Regions from separate parts of the Oryctolagus cuniculus genome. Here all the other regions are linked to region 1. The links are chromatin contacts, called in public Hi-C and Micro-C maps. All regions are on one chromosome and are shown on one strand. The core of a region is the stretch at or near the end of the contact, and the rest is flanking DNA. Distances in the headings are between cores, read along the strand shown.

Region 1 (3,361 bases), core at 615-3,114:
GCACTGTCTGCGACAGCCGAAACTTCTCATGGGACCGCCAGTGCAGAGCTCCAGGACAATCCCAGCAGCTTTTCACAGAGCGCTGCTCATCTTCCCATCAGAAACCCCAGTTTGGGGTGGGGAGAAGCAGATTATCTGGGGAGATATCTTTATTAGGAACTCACATGTGGAGAAATGTGGTGGTACCTTTAAGAACTCGTCTGTAATTTAATGAGTGGCTGGAAGCGCTGGTGGGGCCAAGGCTCAGAATGGCTTGACCTTTGGAAGCGGCTTCTGGTCCAAACATTTTGGGTTAATTCTTGAGGAATCTGAAATATTATTTTCCCCTCACACCCTTCTTTTAAGCGAGAGACATAAAAGCAACAAGAGTCTCCCTCATTCAGGGATGAGTAGGAGGGGAAAAAACCCCAACCAACATTTAAATAGGGAAACTGGCAGCTCTGAACAAACAAACCGAGGCCCACAGTGAAGTGATTCCGCATACTGCATTTGCCTTTAAAAAGAAAGGGAGAGAAAAGAGAAAGAACGGTCCCCCCCCCCTCCCCTGCGCTGGAGAGCCTAGGACCTGCCTGCGCGCGGTGCCCTGGAGTTGCGGCACAGGCTGTTCTAAACGCACGCAGGCTCGCTGACACGGGCCCGGCCGGCCTTTGCAATTCCCTCCGGCTGAGCTCTGAGACACAGACTCCAGAGATCCTTTTTTTTTTTTTTTTTTTTTTTTTTCCACCGCGACCTTGAAACAAGCCCGGAAAAGGAAAATCAAAACTTTGAGAAGCAGCAAAACACCAACATGTATTCGGCTCACAGCATTCCTGTAGAACACACGCGCACACATACCCATAGACACACGTTTCTTGCCACAAGACATTTCCTAAGAGTCGACAATAACAGAAAGAGCAAACCCACCACTTGCAGTCCTGGAAAGAAACGAACCAAAACAAATGCTTTCAACATCTCAAGTGCAAAGGAGCCTTCCCCTTCAGAAAAAGTCCAAGGGGAAAAGAAAATTGCACCAAAGGGGAGGAAAAAAGTGGGGGTTGGGATTGTCACAGATGAGCAAAAATGTAAGCTTCTTTCAACAGTCTGAGTACTGAAATAATGCATCTTCTCTAAACCGCTTCAGCGATCAGACAGGGAAAGAAAAAACATACGAGACAAAATCCAACCGATGACGGATCCTAGGATTTACGTAACAGCACAAACTTGCAAAAGGCAAAAATCAGAAGCAACATTCGAAAAGCATTAAAATACAACAACCAAAAATCCCAAGCCACCACACCAAAGAAGAAGGAGGAGGAGGAGGAGGGGGAAAAAAAAAAAACACAAGCAAACAAAACCAAAAAGACCCTGTCCCAAATAAAAACAAAGCAAAGGAACCCACCGAAAATCGCTTGGCAAATATTTTTTCTCGTGGTGCCTAATATTCTAGCTGGAAAGAGCTGTGTTTATTGTTTGCTTTTTTTTCCCCCTCTTACTCGCTCCTCTAAACCTACTATCTCTCTATTTTCCAGTGGTTCAAATCTCTCGCTCCCTTTTGGGTATTTAGCTCGAGGAGCTGAGTTTATGGGTGAGAGAGGAGGAAACAGCCCTAGACCCCGGGAAAGCAAAGCGCACTCCCCCTCTTATGTCACCGAATAGCAAATTAGTTCTCAGAATTCCAGAGGCCGAGCTTTGCTACAGCGAAGACGCCGACGTCACAGAGGAGGCGCCCACGTGATGGTGGCGGAGCAGGCCGTACCATCGTCCGCGGGCCGGGGAGGGAGGGCCGCCTTCTGGCCCCTCGGACCCCGAGCTGGAACCCCCAAATCCGAGTCGTCTGTCTTGCGAGGACTTTGAAATACGCCAGCTCGTGGAAAGAAAGTGCGGCTTTGGGGGTATTTCATGGGGCGGAGGAGGCAAAACTCCCGGAGAGCTGACACCGAGTCCTCCCCTGCCACGCGGCAGTGGTAAAGTCCGCAGCTCAAATTCCGAGAATTGAGCTCTGTTGATTCTTAGAACTGGGGTTCTTAGAAGTGGTGATGCAAGAAGTTTCTAGGAAAGGCCGGACACCAGGTGATTATTGCTGTTGCTGCCGCCGCTGCTGCTGCTGCCGCCGCCGCCGCTGGTGCCGCTGGTGCCGCTGCCGCCGCCGCTGCTCATAATCATTATTTTACCTTTTAATTCTTTTTTTTCCGCTCTTGCCAAATGCTTTGGCTCCAAGTTTCCTATGTGTATCTATTGATATGAATGTATATATTTATTTATTCTAGCTGTCAGGTGTTAAAATAAATGCCGAAGATTAGTCCCACGTCTCTCCCACTCGAGGATCTAGATTTTTATGTATTTATTATTGTTGTTGTTGTTGTCTTTGAGGGAACCGGCCGGTTTCGGGAGGCTTTGGCCACCCTCCCTTGTGTTGTTTTGGTTTTTTGAAGAGGAGGTGGAGGAGAGGAAGGAGGGGAGCTAGGGGGCGGCCGGAGCGGAGAGGAGCAGACCGTGTTCGGGGGGTGGCTCGGGCCAGTCTGGGGCTGTGTGGCCGCAGACGGCGCAGAGGACGCGCGCTCGCGCCCTCGGCTTCTGCTGCTGCTGCTGCTGCTACTTGCGTACGGCTTGTGATCGTGCTGGATTCGTGCGGCTGTGTCTGTCCGCGCCCTCTCGCTTGCAAACCGCCTGCCTCGCTGCTCGCTGCTCGCTCCTCGCTCCGGCCTCGCCTTCCCTCCCTCCCTCCGCCTCTCCCTCGCCTCCCCTGCCTTCCCCTCGGCCCGTGCTCCCGGGGAACTCCGGGAGGCGAGGAGGGAGGCTGCCCGCTCGCTCGCTCGCTCGCTCGCCCCGCTGGCTCCCTTCCACCGGCCTCGGTCCCTCAGATTCCCCGCCTCCGAGCCGAGCCGAGATTTGGGAGGAAAAAACGCGAGCGAACTCCTCGGGTGTTTGGTGTTGGCTGCTGCTGCCGCTGCCGCTGCTTTTTTTTTTTTTTCTTTTGGTCATAAACCCAGATGAAGTATCGTGCCTGCGATTTCCTTTCAGAGCCGTGGTCTTCCTAGCGAGGGACGAGTGCTTTGGTGGTCCCCGTCCTCTGGTGTTTTGGGGAGGTTTAGCTTGCAAGGGGGCGGGGGTGTTGAATACTTTTGGAAATTATTCTTTCTTGGTTGTAGTCGAGGGAGTCGGGCAGCCCCGCGCGCTCCCTTTGCTCATCCCGAGGAGATGGGCTGATGGTGGGACAGGGATTTGGGGGAGCCGGGGATGGGAAAGGGGTGTGCGTTTGCACCTGCGGTGCCTCTCCGCGTGCGGGGACTCGGGGCACCTTGACAGGACAGCCCAGGCGAGCGAGGAGGAGGTGGCGGGATTTCTGGTGGCCACGGTGTTTGTATTTTGGGCGCTGCGTGAC
Region 2 (3,361 bases), core at 614-3,113, 990 kb before region 1:
TAAGTTAATTCCTCATGTTCCAAAGCCGTAGGTTTTCTTTTTTCCTTTTAAGATGTATTTATGTATTTAAAAGGCAGAATGACAGGGAGAGATGGAGAAGGAGGAGGGAGGGAGGGAGGGAGGGAAGGAAGGAAGGAAGGAAGGAAGGAAGGAGAGAGAGAGAGAGAGAGAGATTGAGAGATTGAGAGAGATCCTTCATCTGCTGGTTTACCCCCCAAATGGCCACAACAGTCCGGGCTGGGCTAGGTTGAAGCCAGGAGCTTGATTTCCCTCCTGGTCTCTCACATGGGTGGGAGGGACCCAAGCAGTTGGGCCATCTGCTGCTGCTTCCCAAGATCCATTAACAAGGAGCTGTATCAGAAGCAGGGGGTAGCTGGGATTTGAACCAGGCACTCTGATGTAGGATGTGGGCATCCCTAACAGTGGCTTCACCAGATATATAATGAGACTTTCCCCAGCCCTAGGTTTACTAAGCTTTGACTTTGCTAAATGATCAATAATAGTCTTACTCATCTGTTTGGAGTAAAAGAAAAACAAACATGGGGCATTGGCAGAAAAATAAGATTTGTCCTGCAACGCAGTAGTGTAGAACTCCATGGAGATTTCCTTCTATTCCCTCAAATGCTCCTGTCCCCCTACTCCTTTCCTGTGAGGCTCCAACACATTTACCACTTTCTACTTTATGGGAAAACTATTTATACATATCTTCCGCATCATAATAGAATCCTAGATTCTTTGCCTAAGTGAGAGTGAAAATATAAATATTCACTATCGTAAGGACTACATTTTAGAAGGCTCAGTTTTATTTTAACTGATGTGTCCCATGAGCTTCATTAATATAAGCTGCCTCAAATAGTTTTTAAGCATTATGACAGGACCAAAAATACCTCCTGTGGAAGATAGCTATACTCTTCAAAAAAATAATTGATGCCATTTAGAAAGTTATCACATGTGTGTTTGTGACTTTCAAGTTGCTTGAAGAGTTCTCAGTGTATCTACTTGGTTGTCAGGTTCCAAGCCAGTCTTTCCCTTCTCTTGGAACGTTACTTTCCCATACCATGAGAGTAAGGATGATCTCTTCATAAAATGGTATATATATTCTTTGATATTCTACAACACACCACGCCCTTGTCATTGTGAAGTGTTCAGAAAGAGCCTCTGCCCTGCTGTAATGATGATGTCAGCCTTGGCTGGCATCCCCTTACTCTGCCAAGTGAATAAGAGAAGAGAGACTTTATTGACTTATTTACTTATTTTTAAGGAAAGTCTGGTTCTGAGAGGGGATTTTCCCATCCCATTAAAAGTCATCAGAATCTCAGAGAACTTCCACTCAAACTCCTTGGCAATTTTCATGTGCGAGTCAGATAGGTATGTATGACCTTGAGTGCAGTAGCTCTTAGATAATTCCATGGCTGGAAGCTAGACAGCTGGCTTCACTCACACATCTTTCCCTTCAACCTTTTATATTTACATTTTGCAATGCCTCTGCTCGTAGGCTTCTACAGCCAAGTTCTCCTCTTTCCTTCTATACACAGACTCTCAAGTCCAAGGTATACCAAAGGGCAAGCAAATAGTATGTGAGTCAGAGACCGGGAGGAAACATTGGCACTTAGAGTAAAATGGGTCCCCCTTTCAATCCCCTTGAACTATCAAAACAGCAACGGACTCGCCTATTGTGATAAGCACTCCAGAAAAGACAAAGATGAACCAAAAGTGACCCTGACCCTCCCTCCAAAACACGCTTTAAAAACGGTTCAAGTCAGTAAAGGAATACGTCAAGGACTACAGTGACTATCATACCAGCTGCAGTGATGTTAAATCCTACAAGAGACGTGGAAACCACCTTGGGTATTCAAGATAGGTCACATCTAGGTAGGGAAGTTCCAGGAAAACAGGGAAGCATACTTTTTAAAATTTATTTTCAGAGAGAGAGAGGAAGAAGGAACTAGGCTGGAAGAACAGACACATGCATCTCAAACTTCAATGTGCTTAAGAACTCTGCCCCCACCCCAGCCCCCCAGCCTTGAAAAGATGTGAAGTTCTTATCTCTTTGTGCAGAAATTCTGGGGAAGGATCTCAAATGTTAGTTGTTCCAAGAGGCCTTCAGGAAGATCCCAAAGCAGGTGCCTTCTGACATCTTTTGGGAAAACTAAGCTTCCTGAGTCTTGTGATTGCAGGTGATGTTCCAGGGAGTGAAATGCTGACTTGTAATTGTCCTGTGGTGAGTCCAATTAGGCCAAGTTCTCTGCTCTGGTGCAGTTACTTATTTCTCAACACCCTACACTGGTTTTTGCTCAGCCCTGCCCTGACTCCTCATTTAGCCATATGGCCATGTGAAGCAAGAAACAGTACCTTCATTCTGGATGCAGGGAGATGGAAGTTAAAAGAAATGGGGTGAATACGGAGTATTCAGTACTGGGACACTGAAATTAGGAGAAATGGGGTGAACAGCTAGTCATGCTCAGCTTGAACCACCTGATTTGAAATTCCATATTATTTCTATAAAATAATTTGTTGCCTCTCACCAAGCTCCCTAAGTGAGAGAGTATCTTACCTAGGATCCTAGAACTTAGTTTCAAGTTTATTTTTAAGATTGATTTTATAGCATAACACACACACACACACACACACACACACACACACACCAGTCCCTTTTCCTCAAATAGAGAATACAAGGTGGGTGATAAATAATTTCTTTCTTCTGAGGGTACAACAGAATTCAGCAGTCCTGCTAACAAAGAGTCCATGTTGTGTAGCTAGGTAATTATCATTTCTTTATCTGTTAAGAGATACAAGATAAATATGAAAGAAAATGAGGAATCGACTCCTTCCCTATTTTCTTTCCATCCTTTTATCTCTAAAGTAGGAAGTTTACTGAACCACCGCCAACAATTCACTCAGCCTAATGAAGTGTATAAGTAATGGGATTAAATAATCTTAAACCATTATTACAGTGGCCTGATGTTGACATTCATCCAAACTCTGGCAAACATCGAGTGGTGAGTTCATGCTTGATTTAAAAATAAACAAACTAGGGCAGTGAGAAGGTTCTAGCATAAAGTTTCAGAGGCATTTAACCTGGAAATCTGAGAGCCTTCATTCTGGTTAGGACTGAAGCAAACACTGTCCTATTTCTACACTCTCCAACCAAAATTTACAGAATCCAACATTTTCTAGGGCTGTGTCTCTGGACCCACAGCCACAGAAGGTTAAAATTCTCTATGTCTGTCCCAAAGAAAGCATTTCTTTGAAGGCACCAAAAAGGACCATGGTTTCTATTCCCACCCCTGCCATTAATAAACCATGTAACCCCAGGCAAATCCGTCAGCTTCCTTGGGCTCTAGCCTTCTCAGTTATGAAA
Region 3 (3,361 bases), core at 485-2,984, 900 kb before region 1:
GTCTGAACACCTTTGTCATCCTATACTACTATGTTCCCAGTAGCACACAGAGAAAACAAGTGTAAAGGAAATTGTTTTCTTTCAGCATTGTATAATTTTGATTTCATATTAACATGCCTCAGGGAATAAAATATGTATTTACATAAAAAGTTTTGGTAATAGCATCGTGAAAAGTAATTAAATGAAACAACAGATTCTATTTGCTAAGGCCTCAGTTCCTAACAAAAGTATGTGACAGTGTCCTGATGTGAGATCTGGACAGGCCCTTCCTCCACCCAATCTTTACCCATGAGCCACCTGAGATGTGTTTGGATCACTCTTGACTTAACTTATGGAATCTAGAAACATGCCTGACACATGAAATAATCTGGCAGGCATTGGATTCACTGACATAACCCTATGGGCAAGGTGAATGTACATGTTTCATAATACAAGAAAACATGCTTCCCCTCCGCCAGTTTTCTATCCCCAAAAATGTTCAAGAAAGAATTCACCAACTAAGAGGATGGAGAGTATTTTAGATATTATCTAGACTAATGGATCTCAACCTGTTATGGAACACAGTGCATCCAGGTAGTGTTTAATGGATCTTTGGGGGTTGATTTCAAACTTTATTTATATTTTTGATTTACATGCACTACATGTACATTTTTATGTGGGTATACTGCAATATTTTAGCACATGTAAACAGCATAAATGATCCACTTATATCATTGTAAACTGCAGTCACTCAGCTGTGCTGGAGAACAGCAGAACTTGTTAATTGTATCTTACTATGGGACAAGATTCCTTGACTATTCCACTGTACACTTATGCTTACCTCCTTATTACTCTTGGGTGTAAATGTCTAGGTAGCTAAAAACAAAGTCCCACAAACACATACCAGCCTCCTGGCCCCTGCAACTCTGATTGCCTAACTGACCACTCATTTTCATATTTTTATCCTTAACAAATTTCAAGGGGTTTTCCCTCATTTGGGGCCCTCTTTCTGTCAGATGAGGAGATATTCAGGGTGCACAGTCGAAATCTCAGACGGGTGAGGCAGATGGACACAGCAGCTCTTACAAACTGTTTCCCTAGGAAACCAGGCACAAAAGCAGGATTTTAACCAAATATAAAACTGGCAGTCAAAATGTGAGAATAGAAGCTTCAAGTTGTGGACTGGTGGGGAATCCCAATAGCCTATCTCTGCAAGCCACACAGAGGAGGTGAAACCAGAGTAGGGGTACGTTTCTCTGGGTGAAACTAGTAAGGCTTGGAGGACATGAACTTCCTCAAAAGATCATTCCAGTAACCAGCACACATGGTTTCTCAGTGATACTCCTGAGTCATTTATGAGAAAGGAAAAAGGGAAAGAGACGAGGCCCACTACAACTGACAAGTCCACGTCCACGATCTGCAGCCTGACTCACGGTCAAATGGAGAGTCAGACTTGGGAATTTGCATAGACGTCCCTTTACTCCATCACGATCCGTCTAAGTGATTATAAAAATAGGCCTTGCAGAGTTCCTGGGCTACTCACTGCCATTGCCGAGTAATGTAACATGTAACATAATTCATGACTTAAGATCCCTTTGTATAGTTTTTCACTGACTCACTCCTACCCACAGGGTTTTAGATTTAAAAGCTAATGCTAGCTTTTCCTTGTGCTTTAATTTAGGATTCTGTATCACTGTAGCCTCATCTCCTTTTTAGTCATCCTGTTTTAGGATAAAGGGAAAAGCAGAGGAGCCCGAGAATAGAAAGTGACTGTTGCTACAGCTCTGTTTGGCTGCCAAGTCTCCTCCAATTGTCTCCAGTCCCCTCTATGCATTCAGGCCGTAAGCGTTGCCCTCTCCTGGCTGATAGGAGTGTGTTAAATCTCTCTGCAGTGATGGGGACTCACTGCATGTGGTGCCTGGCTTCTGTTTCTGTAAAACACTATTTTATTTGGATTTCAAGGTGATTATGGACACCCTCGGAGGTTCATAACAACTTAGGAATTTTCATGGTTGTTTACTCCGCTTGCAACATGAGCTACAATTAGGGAGAATATAAACTTTTACAACAACAGCTTAGCCTAGTTCTCCTCCTGAAACGCCTGCTCTCCCTCTTCCCTCAAGTCCTGTGAACTTGCCAAAGTGGCCATAACAAATGCTGCTGCATGGTGGTTGGCCCTGGCTGACCATGCAACAGCCGTGACAGGCTCCTGGGATGGTCAGAGTTGTGAGAGAGCCTATGAAGGAATTAACCAGAGACTGGAAAAGTACAAGATGTGAGCTGCATGCTGTGTGCTTGAGCGTATGTGTGTGTGTGTGTGTGCACTGACACATATGCTAATAAAGGCAAGAGGATGGGACAGAAAAGCTTTTCCACTAAAAGTCACACAATCTGCGTTACCGTTGGTTTGAAAAGTCAGTACTTTCATGCATGTGCATCGTGAGTTTAAATGTGGAAACAATTTTTCCTTGTGTGACATTTCTTGCTTTGCTATTAATATAGCAAATTCCCAGAAGTCAGAAAAGAAAGAATATGGAAATAGAAATCCTGAATTCACATGCTGGCCAAGAAGTACCTGCGGGACCTGGAGGAGGTCTTGAGGCCTCAGTTTTGCTATCTCTATCAAAGGAGGACGTAGTAAGGCTGGTGTATTGATTTTACAGGACTGTGGCACGGACCATGTGATGTAATATCTTCAGCCACTGACCTAGTAAATCTTTATTGAGCTTTTCCTCCTTTCCAGACTTTGTTCAAGGAGCTAAAGAGGCAGGGGTGAAAATGGCAAAGTCCCTATAACTCAGCTTATCATGGAAATGTATGTTTAGCATGAAAAGTTTGAAGTTGAATATTTGAAACAAGCAATACACGTGTATATTAAGTAGATGCACATGCATATATGCGTACGTATCACACGCCATGCACACAGGCTCAGGACACTGACAAATGATATGGACATAGAAGTGAAACAATTTTGTAAATAGTAAAATGTCATGGAATTCAAAAGTATTGGTTAACATTATTATGGCCGTAGATAGAAGCTTCCTACCACTCCTTTCCCATCCCTTCCTCCTCTCCTTTCCTTCCTTCCTTCCTTCAATTCCAGTTAACTGCATATTTTCAAAACTGTGTTAGAAAAGTCAGCATTGTGGCACAGCAGGTAAAGGCACTGCCTACAAAGCTGGCATTCCACATGGGCACTGTTTCAAGTCCTGGCTGCTGCACTTCCAATCTAGCTTCCTGTTAGAGGGCAGTTTCATACGTGCCCTCAGGGGGCACACAGATGTCATAAAGATAAAGCATTAATTATTAAGACAATAATAAGTGATTGTCAGCCTAGATGCAAGTTGAGAAAAGCCACCTCGGAGAATAGTCTGACTGCTAT
Region 4 (3,361 bases), core at 339-2,838, 600 kb before region 1:
GGGAGTGAACCTGCAGATGGAAGATTCTCTCTCTCATTCTGTGTGTGTGTGTGTGTGTGTGTCTACCTCTCTCTCTAACTCTGCCCTTTAAATGAATAAAATAAATCTTTAAAAAAAAAGATAGCAACTACTTCTAAAATGCAACAAAATGCTTTGTGGTACTGAAGTTTAAATTAAAGTTGTCTTCTAAATTTAGCATTTCAACAGGGTAGTGAGCCTCAAAGTATGTCTTTTCTACAAAAGCTTACTGTGTAGAAATACCCTTTCCTCCCAATTTAGGTGTTGAACTTCATATGAAGATAAACTTAGGCTTTGTGTGTTCACTTCAGAACCTCAAAGTCTCAACTTGAAGTATTTTAACCCTTGGAGAGAAAATTCACATGAAATCCACCAGCTAATAAGGAGCACATCCTGGAGTCTTCTCAGTGCAGTCTGACAACAAATTCAGCAGAAGTTTATCTGCCTGCACGCCCAATGGATAAGCACGATCAGTCTCCACCAATCCATAACGGCCAAAGATAACTGAAGGAGTCCACATCTATTTTGATGTTCTGTGAATTTTGAGAGCTTGTAATTAGGTCCCAGTGGAGGTAATATTTAGAAAGGAACAAAGTAAAATCATCAAAAGACAGTTATAGAATGAATGGTTAACAAGGTAGAGTCTGTACGTACATACATGCATTTGTGTGTGTGCGTGTGTGTGTGTGTGTGCACGCATGCTGTGGCTTAAGCATTATCTAGTGCAGGCATGTTCATCTGTGTGTGCAGCACTGCTGTGATTTAAGCCTTCCCTGCCGCAGGTACACTTTCCAGGAGTCTAGCAACCACCCCAGCAAATGCTGAGATAGTTTCCTATTTCCTGACACACTCCAGACTTTTCTTCTCATTCACGGGGTTTTCTCAGTGTTGAGATACACATCAATCTTCCCTCGCACCCCTTTTTGTTCACCTTTTGAAAGAAGTATTAATCTTTTCCCCTGTGATTTCACTGAAAGTGTGAACAATAAAAATTAGGGTGCAGGCAATCGGGATGAGGCAGAAGCCAGGGAAATTCTGAAATATGAAAGACTCACCCTAGCAGAGAGACAGAGAGAGTTTGGGATTACATACATGGTGAACCGTACCTATCCTTCCAACTTCTTAAGATTAATCTTCTCTTCTCACCCATCCCTGTTATACACTCTGTATCTTTAATGTTGGCGCTGTGCTGACCTAGCTAGGATCAGAACATTCCTGCTAAAACACCCATCTCCTTCACCAGATGCACAAGTCCTTAAAGGCCGGGCCTCACCCTCGCCATCTTTCTCAGCTGGAAAGCATCACACACAGTGCCTGAGAAAGAAACTCTCAAACATTTTCTGAATGATATCCAACGCATGCTTCTTTGTAGAGAGCAGAAAAGTCTGCAGAGAAAGGCAACTACTTTTATCTCAGATTGTTTTCCAACCTGCAAGCTTGCAGACCTAAGTACAGTCTTCATGTTTCTTGTTTGTGAAGCTCCGCCGTGTGTGCCTCTTATGTTAAGTGCAGAGGCACAGCCCTCCCTGCCACTGCATGGCCATAGTCAGTCTGTCAAGCACTGGGGCCCAGCACGGCAGCCCCAGGAGCCCTTCCCTTCTCAGCTCTGTCACAGGAAGGGTGTGACAGAGCCCTGCCTTCCTCCTACTCCCTAGAGCACACTTGCGCAATCATCCAGCAAGTCCCATGTTGACCAAACAGAAAATTAAAGTCTCCCTCAAGAAAGAAGCTTTCAAAAGTCTCAAGTAGTTCAATGCAAGGTCAAAGTCAAAGGTTTAATAAAGAAGCTAATCAACACACTAAAGAAAGGTGAAGAGTGTATGAGAAAGAGCATTTCTCACTTGGGGTAGATGCACTGGAAGAAATTAAGGAAGAGGCCATGAATTAGTCACATTTAAACAAGGCCATAAAGGATGTACTGTCTGAAATAAATAATACCCTTACAGAAATCAAGAGCAGCATTTGAGATCTGCCTAAAGTGAGGCCAAGGGCTGGCTTGGAAGACCAGGTGCCAGTCTGGGGGCATCCTTAATGACTCCAAGGCCATTGTACTTGACCTGCAGAATACACAGCGAGGGGGGGAAGCAGCAGGATGTACTATGTAGACTCCTCCTCCTCGTCTCTGACCCCCTCCCCCACCAATCTCACCCAAGGAAAGGATGCTGGCACTTAGGAAATGTCACCTTCTGCACATTCCAACATCCAGAGAGACCTTGGGTCCCTTAGTAAGCAGCTGGATCATCAGGGAAGTCCACTTGTAAGCGACATTATCCCCATAACTCTGTGAACACATGTGCCTTTCACATACACAGACATGTACATATATATATGACGAACAGTAAAAAAGCAAACAGATTTGGAGAAACAAATAGGCTAGACAGAGGATTCATAAATATTTTGGATTCAAAGTAAAGAAAGAAATCATAAGCCCAAAACATCGAATGGGCAAGGAGATGAACTTACATTGAATATAACCATATATACACTTTCTGGGACTCATGGGCGAAGGGTCTTGCTAGTGGCCAGAGAAATGAAAACTGAAGGCCGGCACCGCAGCTCACTAGGCTAATCCTCCACCTGCGGCACTCTGGGTTCCAGTCCTGGTTGGGGCGCTGGTTCCGTCCTGGCTGCTCCTCTTCCAGCCCAGCTCTCTGCTGTGGCCCAGGAGTGCAGTAGAGGATGGCCCAAGTCCTTGGGCCCTGCACCAGCACAGGAGACCAGGAGGAGCACCTGGTTCCTGGCTTCAGATCACCACAGGCGCCAGCCTTAGTGGCTATTTGGGGGGTGAACCAATGGAAAAGGAAGACCTTTCTCTCTCTCTCTCTCTCTAACTCTGCCTGTTAAAAAAAAAAAAAAAAAAGGAAATAAGAACTGAATCAATAGGGCGCCATTTTGATCAAACTGATTACTATGTTAGCATAAAATAAATACACAATACATAGCTATCTGTGTGTCGAGGGAGAACATCTTGCTGATGTGGTGTAAATTTCATTTGTGTCTTTGCAAACGAAACCCTGGTGATTATTTTATGAGCCAAAATATAAATGGTATTTACCCAAACATCCCACTCCTGAGACTCTGTCTCAAATGTAAGTCTAGCTGAAGTAAAACCACAATGATTTTTAAAGTAAATGAGGGCCGGCGCCGTGGCTCACTAGGCTAATCCTCCACCTTGCGGCACCAGCACACCGGGTTCTAGTCCCAGTTGGGGCGCCGGATTCTGTCGCGGTTGCCCCTCTTCCAGGCCAGCTCTCTGCTGTGGCCAGGGAGTGCAGTGGAGGATGGCCCAAGTGCTTGGGCCCTGCACCCCATGGGAGACCAGGGTAAGTACCTGGCTCCTGCC
Region 5 (3,361 bases), core at 414-2,913, 570 kb before region 1:
CTTTCAATTTCTTAGCAAACCACCTTTCTTACAGGTGCTAAGCAAACGCTACAGAAGAGACAGATCTGGAACCTGGTTCTCTGACATTCAGCCAAGTTCTTGCTCAAACATCTCATACTGCTTTTGATCAGTACAAGCCTAGATACATGCCATCCCCAGGGCAGCCAAAATAGTTTCAACCAACTCTAAATCCACCAAGTGTTTTACTAGATGGACTAAATATGTAGCAAAGATAAAACAAAAAAGAAAGGAGAGGAGGAGCAAAGGGCATGGACTACAAATTGGATAAACAGCTCTGCCTAGTAGCTAAAGGATGCTGGTATTGTCATTCCAGTTTTACACATAAGAAATCTGCAGTGCTGAGATACAGTGGCGGGCCAAGGGCCTCACACAGAGTCACTGATGAAGCAGGGAGGCCCCAGTGCTGTGGTAAACTAATAAACAGAGCCTCAACATCTAGTTACCAGTGGGGCAGGCCCGCTCAGGCTATTGCAAAGGATGAGAAACATCTGGAAACAAGGAGCCATAGCAGCTACTTGTAGCAAAGGTTTTATATTGAGTAGACACTCAACTAGTTATGTCTGAGTAAAAGCATGGCAAAAGATTTATGAGACAGAGCTCTGTAGCTCCAGAGGCAACCCAAGGCATGTATCACATGGGAATTTTTTTATTAAAATAAAGAGAACAGATTTCATGTATTTCATAGACACAATTCTAGGAACATAATGATGCTTCCCTCCCTGTCTCCCTGCCGCCCTCCCTCCTCCTTCTCTTTTTTTCTCATATGGGAATTAAAAAAAAAAAAAAACATTAAAACACACAAGAACTCAGACGCCAGCACATGTAGCAATGGCCCCAGCCAGACAGCAAAGGCATATTGGCACCACTATAATTTGTCCATTCACCAATATGCTTCCCGAAAAACACCCATATGCTTTCTTTTAGCTTCCATATGCTTTTTAAAAGGAAACTAAAATATTTCATTAGTTTTCAGTAATTAATAATTACTTATTTCACAATAGTCACCCTCATTAAAAAACGAAAATAACTGATTAAGCTGCAGGATCCTGGCTTTCAAGTCAAGCTTATTTTATTTTATTTTTTCATTCTTCCCCTTGAGGAGTTGAGTAATAGAGTAAAGCAGCCAGTGTGGAAATATTCACATTATTGGGAATGAAGAGTTATCATACATACAGCCCAGCATTCCTCTTGACTGAGACATCACGGCTTAATGAAAAGAATATGGACTTAGGATCAGAAAGCCTTGAACTCCAATTCCAGCTGGACCCTTTGAGAATAGTACTTCTGAGGAAATGGGAGGCGTTGAAAAGATAAAGCTTGCTAGATCCCTTCAACCCAGTCTTCCATATTCCCAGGGAGAAACTCCATAGGGTTCCCACTCGCCATCTCCAGGCATGGGTACAGCGTGCCCCAAGAATGTTGGCAGCAGGCCAGGGCCAAGAGCCTTGATACTGTTGTGGGGCCTGAAAGAACACTGCTTCAGCTCTAATGAGTATAGGAACTACCTGGGGATCTTGTTAACCAACAGACTCGGAATGGGGAGGTCTGGAGTGGGGCCCGAGGTTCTGCATCTCTAACAAGCTCCCAGGTGACGCTGATGCTGCAGATTCTCATACCAAACACTGAGAATCAAGGACCTACAAAGTGTCAAGATGAAGCTGAGAAACACAGCCTATGAAAAGTGGACAACTGTGACAGGGGTTACTAGTCATACGGACACTCATTCCTCTGTGTACTGAACAGCATTGTGGCATTTCACTAAACATCACTGACATACCACCAGTAGGGTATGACTTCCATTTTACAGACAACAAAGCTGAGGCTCAAAGGAATCAAGTCATTTATCGAGGACCAAGTGCTTAATAACGTTGAGCTCCAAATCCGAGATTCCTATGGAGTGCTGGTATAAAGTCTGGTTCTAAGTCTGCCTTTATGTGCAGGGAGGCACTCACCTGCGGCCTGAATTTTAACACATCATGCTTCTTCTACGAGCCTCTGTTTCTCCATCCGTACACTAAACATGCTGCCCCTGACCACCGCGGAGGCCTCTCCCATCTCCTGTGCTGTCTTTCACTCCTGTGGCTCCCTTACATACTCACGGTGGGTCACCGAGCACTAAGGACTAGCTTCACACATGTGGCAGTCATTACAACTTGGCAGAGTCCACATCTGAGCGGCTCACATCTGCATTTGTGCTGATCTAAGCATGGTCAGAAGTCTATCTCTGTTAAAAGTCCCACGCTCCATATAACATGGGAAAAACAACAAACAGATTCCCCAAAGCATTGAAATTCCAATTCAGTAGATAACTCACAGTATGATCAGGGCACTGTGACCCTAACTAACTCTTTGTCCCCTTTTTTCACTTCTAGAGACCATTAACCTGCAGAAGTTGGGAAAACTTTGAGTTCCTTATAGTGCATTTATGCAGTTGTCCAATATTTTTTAAACTGCCTTAAAGTGCCAAGAACTTAATTAATGAATGACCATTCTCTTACAAGTGATTTAAAATGTGCAGTCTTGTCCCTCTCTCAAGTCCCATAGCACACATTCTCTATGCCCCCTGGGGACCCATTTACTATTTTCCACCAGAAATCTCTTTGGTTTAGACATTTGTTCATTGTTCTTATTCATATCCAGTGTTATCTCTGGAGGTAGATAGATTTCAGAGAAGATAATGGATTTAAACCTAGACTTTGCTGTTTATTATCTATACAACTTTGGACAAATTATTCAACCTCTCTGAGCATAGTTTTCTTTTACAAAATGGGGGAAATAAGTTTCTAATGTATTAAAATGATAAAAAATTTAACAGATTGTGGGTTAAAAGTGCATGTGAGTGAGTAACTGAATTCTATAAGTAGAAAGCAGGATGAAAATTTCAATCTTACGGGCAGGCTTTGGACACAGCCGTTAAGACATTGGGTAGAACACCTGCATCCCATATCAGCGTTCCAGCTCCACTATGGAATCCAGCTTCCTGCTGATGTACAACCTAGGAGGCAGCAGGTGATGGCTCAAGTACTTGAGCCCCTGCCACCCACGTAGGAGACCCAAATTGAGTTCCTGGCTCCTGGCTTCGATCTGACCCATAACTATCTGTTGGGGAATACACCAGTGATTAGGTTCACTCTCTCTCTCTCTCTCTCTCTCTCTCTCTCTCTCTTTCTGTGTGTGTGTATGTGTGTGTGTCTGCCTTTAAAATAAAGACTTTCTTAAAGTTTCAATACTAAAATTCAACAGTGTGAGACTTGTGAATGTCAATAATTAATGCTAATGAGTAAGGGTGACACTCAGCAGAACAATAGGTTAACTGTGGGAAAAAAATCCCACAACAACA
Region 6 (3,361 bases), core at 590-3,089, 510 kb before region 1:
CACTGGAGTGCTGGGGTCTGAGTCCAGGCTCCACTCCTAATTCCAGCTTCCTAATAATACACACCCTGGGAGAGAGTAGGTGATGACTCAAGAACTTGGGCCCCTAGCATCCATATGGAAGACCTGGACTTCCTGGCGCCTGGCTTTTGGAATTACCTGAGAAAGTCTGCAAAATGAAAATACCCTAGTTCACACCTGGAGACTGAGCAATGCAGATTGAATTCTGGTAAAACTCCACTTTAAATGAATGAAATCTAAAACCGTAAGTGAGAAGTACTGCTGTACAGAGAGCAATCAAACATGCACACTCAAGAGAATCAAAGGGATTTGGTAGGAAAAGGATGCGAGGACCAGAGAGTGAGAGAGTAGTGCCTACTCTGGACAAAGAACCAAAGTTGTCCCAAAGGAAGAGGGGTATGGTCTGTCCAAGATTTCTAGAAATGAGAATTCACTCAGTGAGGTAAACAGGGAGTCTGGGTGGGCAGGACTTAGGTTTGCAAAGGGCATTCGCCTCAGAAGGTAAATCAACCAACTCATGCAACATAGTCAGTAGGCGAGAGTTGTGTGAGCAGACTCTCTGTAAATTACTTTAAATGTTGTTAAAATAATGATAGGCTCTGAAGAGCCCAAATAGGAGGAAATTTGTCACAAGCTGACAATTCAAGACACATATGCATCATGGCTACCAAATTTCCAAGGCAAATCTCTGCAGCCAAAACAAAGCAGAAAGCTCAACTTAGCCCATCTACTGGATTCCTTTGGGTGTCAAAACCAAGTCCAATCCACTTGTCTTGTGAGTGTCTACAAACCAGTCTTACTGTTTTACCTCAATATGAAATCCCCAATGTGAAGCAATGGATTAAGCTGCTAATGTAACCTAACTTAATGGCCCTTGAATACTGGTATTGATATTTGTTTACTGTTTCTTCATCTCTACAATAGAAATAATAAATTTTAAGTTATGCCCTATGTGTTAGTAAAATGGTGCCATCTTATCTGTGGCACCATCTATGCCCTGGTTGCCATCTTGGGCTCCGGTGCCCGTCACCACCTTGCATAGTAAGCTTCGGTCCTAAGCTCCATGGCCCAACCACAGGTGTCAGCTCCACCCACCCCCACCCAACCCTCCCCACTTAATGGGATTCATTGCTCCTACTTCCCTGTGCCCTGGCAAAGGTAGAACAGGACCTGCTTCCAGCATGCGTGCTCTCTCTTGATTCCTCTCTAGTCCTCTTCCCCACACCCCACCCCAGGCCCGTCAGGCGTCCCCCACCCAACAATAAACCTTTCCCTTAACTCCAGTGTTTGATGTGTTTTGTGGCGGCCTTACACTATGCAGTTGTTAAAAAAAGCTTAACTATTAAATAATGAAACATGTACTTTCATTTGTAAACAAACTATTGATTCTCATTTTTAAATAGGCATTTCTGTTTTCTATAAGCAATGTATAGTTCCTAATTTATGCTATCAATCTATTGATTTGTGCTTTGCAAGAATCTTTTCCTTTACCCAAACTTCCAAAAATAGAATTTTCCTATTTAGTAGATAAGATACTACCACCTAGGTTTTATTTTGGAATTTAGGCATTTACTCCTGAATTTCTTTATAATATGCATTCTCTTAAAAAAAGTCATCTGGAAAGGAAACAAAAACTTTGATATTCATGAGCAATGTCTAGAGTTTGGCACTGAGGGGTGGCTGTTATTTCTGAAACAGGAGTGGATTCTTGCACCAGGGACCTTGAAAGCATTACACAAGGTCTGTTTACTCAAGTCCGAGTTATCTAAGCATGTCCTTCAATTGGTGTTGCATAAGTAGATTAACCAGCCTGAGTTACAGCCTGAATTACATCACTCCCTGCTCAGAGAACTGTCCCTGGCTCCTTACTTCCATGCTCTGCTACCCCTGCCCCATGGTCCCTGCCTAAAGGAATGATGTTGAGATTCACTGAGTGGAGCCAAGAAGCCTAGTGCTAGCAAAACACTTCTCCCTTGCTTTCCCCTCGCCCCTCGCCCTGTTGGCCACTCTCCACTTATCCTTGTCCACAGGGGAGGAGTGCAGTAAGTTACCCAATTATGGAAGTCGGAAAAGGAACCAGGCATGTGCAACTCAGCTTCTTCCTCCCACTCTTTGGGAGTTGCCTGATTGTTCGACGCATATCCTCCCTGCTGCTCAAGTTAGGAGTTTTACACCAACAACCCCCATGGGGAGTGGTCCTGTGCAGGAGGTGTCTGAGAGGAAGAGGGTAAGTCTGCCTCTGGGTGCTAGGTTAGCAAAGCCAGGGGGCTAACAGCCCCCACAGCCCATTTTATAACCGAGAATCATCTCCAGCTGCCCGGCTCCTGAATGAGTTTCAGCTGGTTTCTAGATGGGTGCAAATGGAGCTGGGAACCAAGCTAGGAGCCGAGGCAAGGGTTAACTCAGTTTCAAGTAGTTCCCATCAAGCTCCAATCTATCCTCTACTCTTCTCACATGGAATAGCCACTGCCTTGCACCTGGCTACATCCATGTCTGCTTTTGTTCACTCTTCTCTTCTTTCTTACCCTCTGAAGCCTGGGGAGGCTTCTCGGATGCAACCAACCCCTGAGATCTCTCATTCCTTGAAGCCTCAACTATTCATTATCTCTTCCCAGCTTTTGGTCTTTAGGGTTCTGTAATCACACAAAGGTTTTTCAATCAAATCTCTCCAAAATCCCTGAATCCTCAAGGAGACTGAGCCCACTCACCTTTCCCACCCTACCCCCATTGGTCCAAGTCAATCCCTTCCCTGAGAACTTATGCGCCAGGTTGAAATGAAGAGCATTCTGTTCATTATCTTCATCTTTCCTAGGAAACAGGTATAGTCATCAACCTCTAGACTGAACGGGCTTTGTGTTCAAAAAGGTCCATCACTCTACCCACTTCAATATCCCTAGACTAACTATGGGGAACCTGTAGATTTTAGGCAGACCAACAGATATGGATGGAAATGAGGCCCAGTTCACAGCTAAACACTCTACCTTCACAGCCTGACCTTCCTGGATTTAAAGAAGAAAAAAACTCAAAAAAAATTACAAAAAAAAAAAGGAAGATGGAGAAAAAAGTCCAAATGGTCACTGGAAGGAAAGACCTAATTGCTCAATATGAACAAGCTTCCCCCTTCCCCAATCCTTGCTCTGAAAACAGAGGTCAAGATGACTGTGGTTTTGTCACCAGATGAATAACAAGCCCGGAGGATTGCTAGAATTACAAGGCCCAGACCAGATCCACTCAAATAGAGCTGGAAGCTTTCTAGTAACTCTAACCGTGCATGGGGAATGAGCTGCTTAGAAAAGTGAGTCACTTACTGGAATCCGTGCTGCTTGCATTACTCAGCTGATAT

Evidence for each region. Hi-C and Micro-C count contacts between places; a contact is called where the count stands out from the background.
Region 2: a Micro-C map of ear pinna shows a contact between it and region 1, with 8 times the contacts expected there. The contact joins the enhancer-like site here to the promoter of BCL6 in region 1. A contact is called at or near these places in 4 of 6 Hi-C or Micro-C datasets (ear pinna, psoas muscle, skin fibroblasts and 1 more).
Region 3: a Hi-C map of embryonic fibroblasts shows a contact between it and region 1, with 4 times the contacts expected there. The contact joins the enhancer-like site here to the promoter of BCL6 in region 1. A contact is called at or near these places in 3 of 6 Hi-C or Micro-C datasets (embryonic fibroblasts, skin fibroblasts and an unstated tissue).
Region 4: a contact with region 1 is called in a Micro-C map of ear pinna, with 4 times the contacts expected there. The contact joins the enhancer-like site here to the promoter of BCL6 in region 1. A contact is called at or near these places in 3 of 6 Hi-C or Micro-C datasets (ear pinna, embryonic fibroblasts and an unstated tissue).
Region 5: a contact with region 1 is called in a Hi-C map of an unstated tissue, with 2.2 times the contacts expected there. The contact joins the enhancer-like site here to the promoter of BCL6 in region 1. A contact is called at or near these places in 3 of 6 Hi-C or Micro-C datasets (psoas muscle, skin fibroblasts and an unstated tissue).
Region 6: a Hi-C map of an unstated tissue shows a contact between it and region 1, with 4 times the contacts expected there. The contact joins the enhancer-like site here to the promoter of BCL6 in region 1. A contact is called at or near these places in 3 of 6 Hi-C or Micro-C datasets (liver, skin fibroblasts and an unstated tissue).

What each region holds. Positions count from the first base shown.
Region 1 is chr4:91,880,442-91,883,802 of mOryCun1.1, forward strand. BCL6 (BCL6 transcription repressor) reads left to right here and starts at 1,865. Exons shown (of 10, transcript XM_008266642.4): 1 at 1,865-2,049. It overlaps LOC138849491 (a long non-coding RNA gene), which reads right to left and starts at 551. Exons shown (of 4, transcript XR_011388364.1): 1 at 1-551.
Region 2 is chr4:90,888,123-90,891,483 of mOryCun1.1, forward strand. All of the region lies in intron 9 of LPP (LIM domain containing preferred translocation partner in lipoma), which reads right to left. Among named protein-coding and RNA genes, the nearest start is that of MIR28, 90 kb to the right of the region's middle. Within about 2 kb of position 1,864, at least 1 of the 8 cell types and tissues checked has an H3K27ac peak or open chromatin away from gene starts, as enhancers often do. A contact at or near this core is called in ear pinna, where this site is marked.
Region 3 is chr4:90,983,562-90,986,922 of mOryCun1.1, forward strand. The region is part of intron 7 of LPP (LIM domain containing preferred translocation partner in lipoma); the gene reads right to left. Among named protein-coding and RNA genes, the nearest start is that of MIR28, 5.4 kb to the left of the region's middle. Within about 2 kb of position 1,735, at least 2 of the 8 cell types and tissues checked have an H3K27ac peak or open chromatin away from gene starts, as enhancers often do.
Region 4 is chr4:91,275,828-91,279,188 of mOryCun1.1, forward strand. All of the region lies in intron 3 of LPP (LIM domain containing preferred translocation partner in lipoma), which reads right to left. Among named protein-coding and RNA genes, the nearest start is that of LPP, 230 kb to the right of the region's middle. Within about 2 kb of position 1,589, at least 2 of the 8 cell types and tissues checked have an H3K27ac peak or open chromatin away from gene starts, as enhancers often do. A contact at or near this core is called in ear pinna, where this site is marked.
Region 5 is chr4:91,310,213-91,313,573 of mOryCun1.1, forward strand. The region is part of intron 3 of LPP (LIM domain containing preferred translocation partner in lipoma); the gene reads right to left. Among named protein-coding and RNA genes, the nearest start is that of LPP, 190 kb to the right of the region's middle. Within about 2 kb of position 1,664, at least 2 of the 8 cell types and tissues checked have an H3K27ac peak or open chromatin away from gene starts, as enhancers often do.
Region 6 is chr4:91,367,337-91,370,697 of mOryCun1.1, forward strand. The region is part of intron 2 of LPP (LIM domain containing preferred translocation partner in lipoma); the gene reads right to left. Among named protein-coding and RNA genes, the nearest start is that of LPP, 130 kb to the right of the region's middle. Within about 2 kb of position 1,840, at least 3 of the 8 cell types and tissues checked have an H3K27ac peak or open chromatin away from gene starts, as enhancers often do.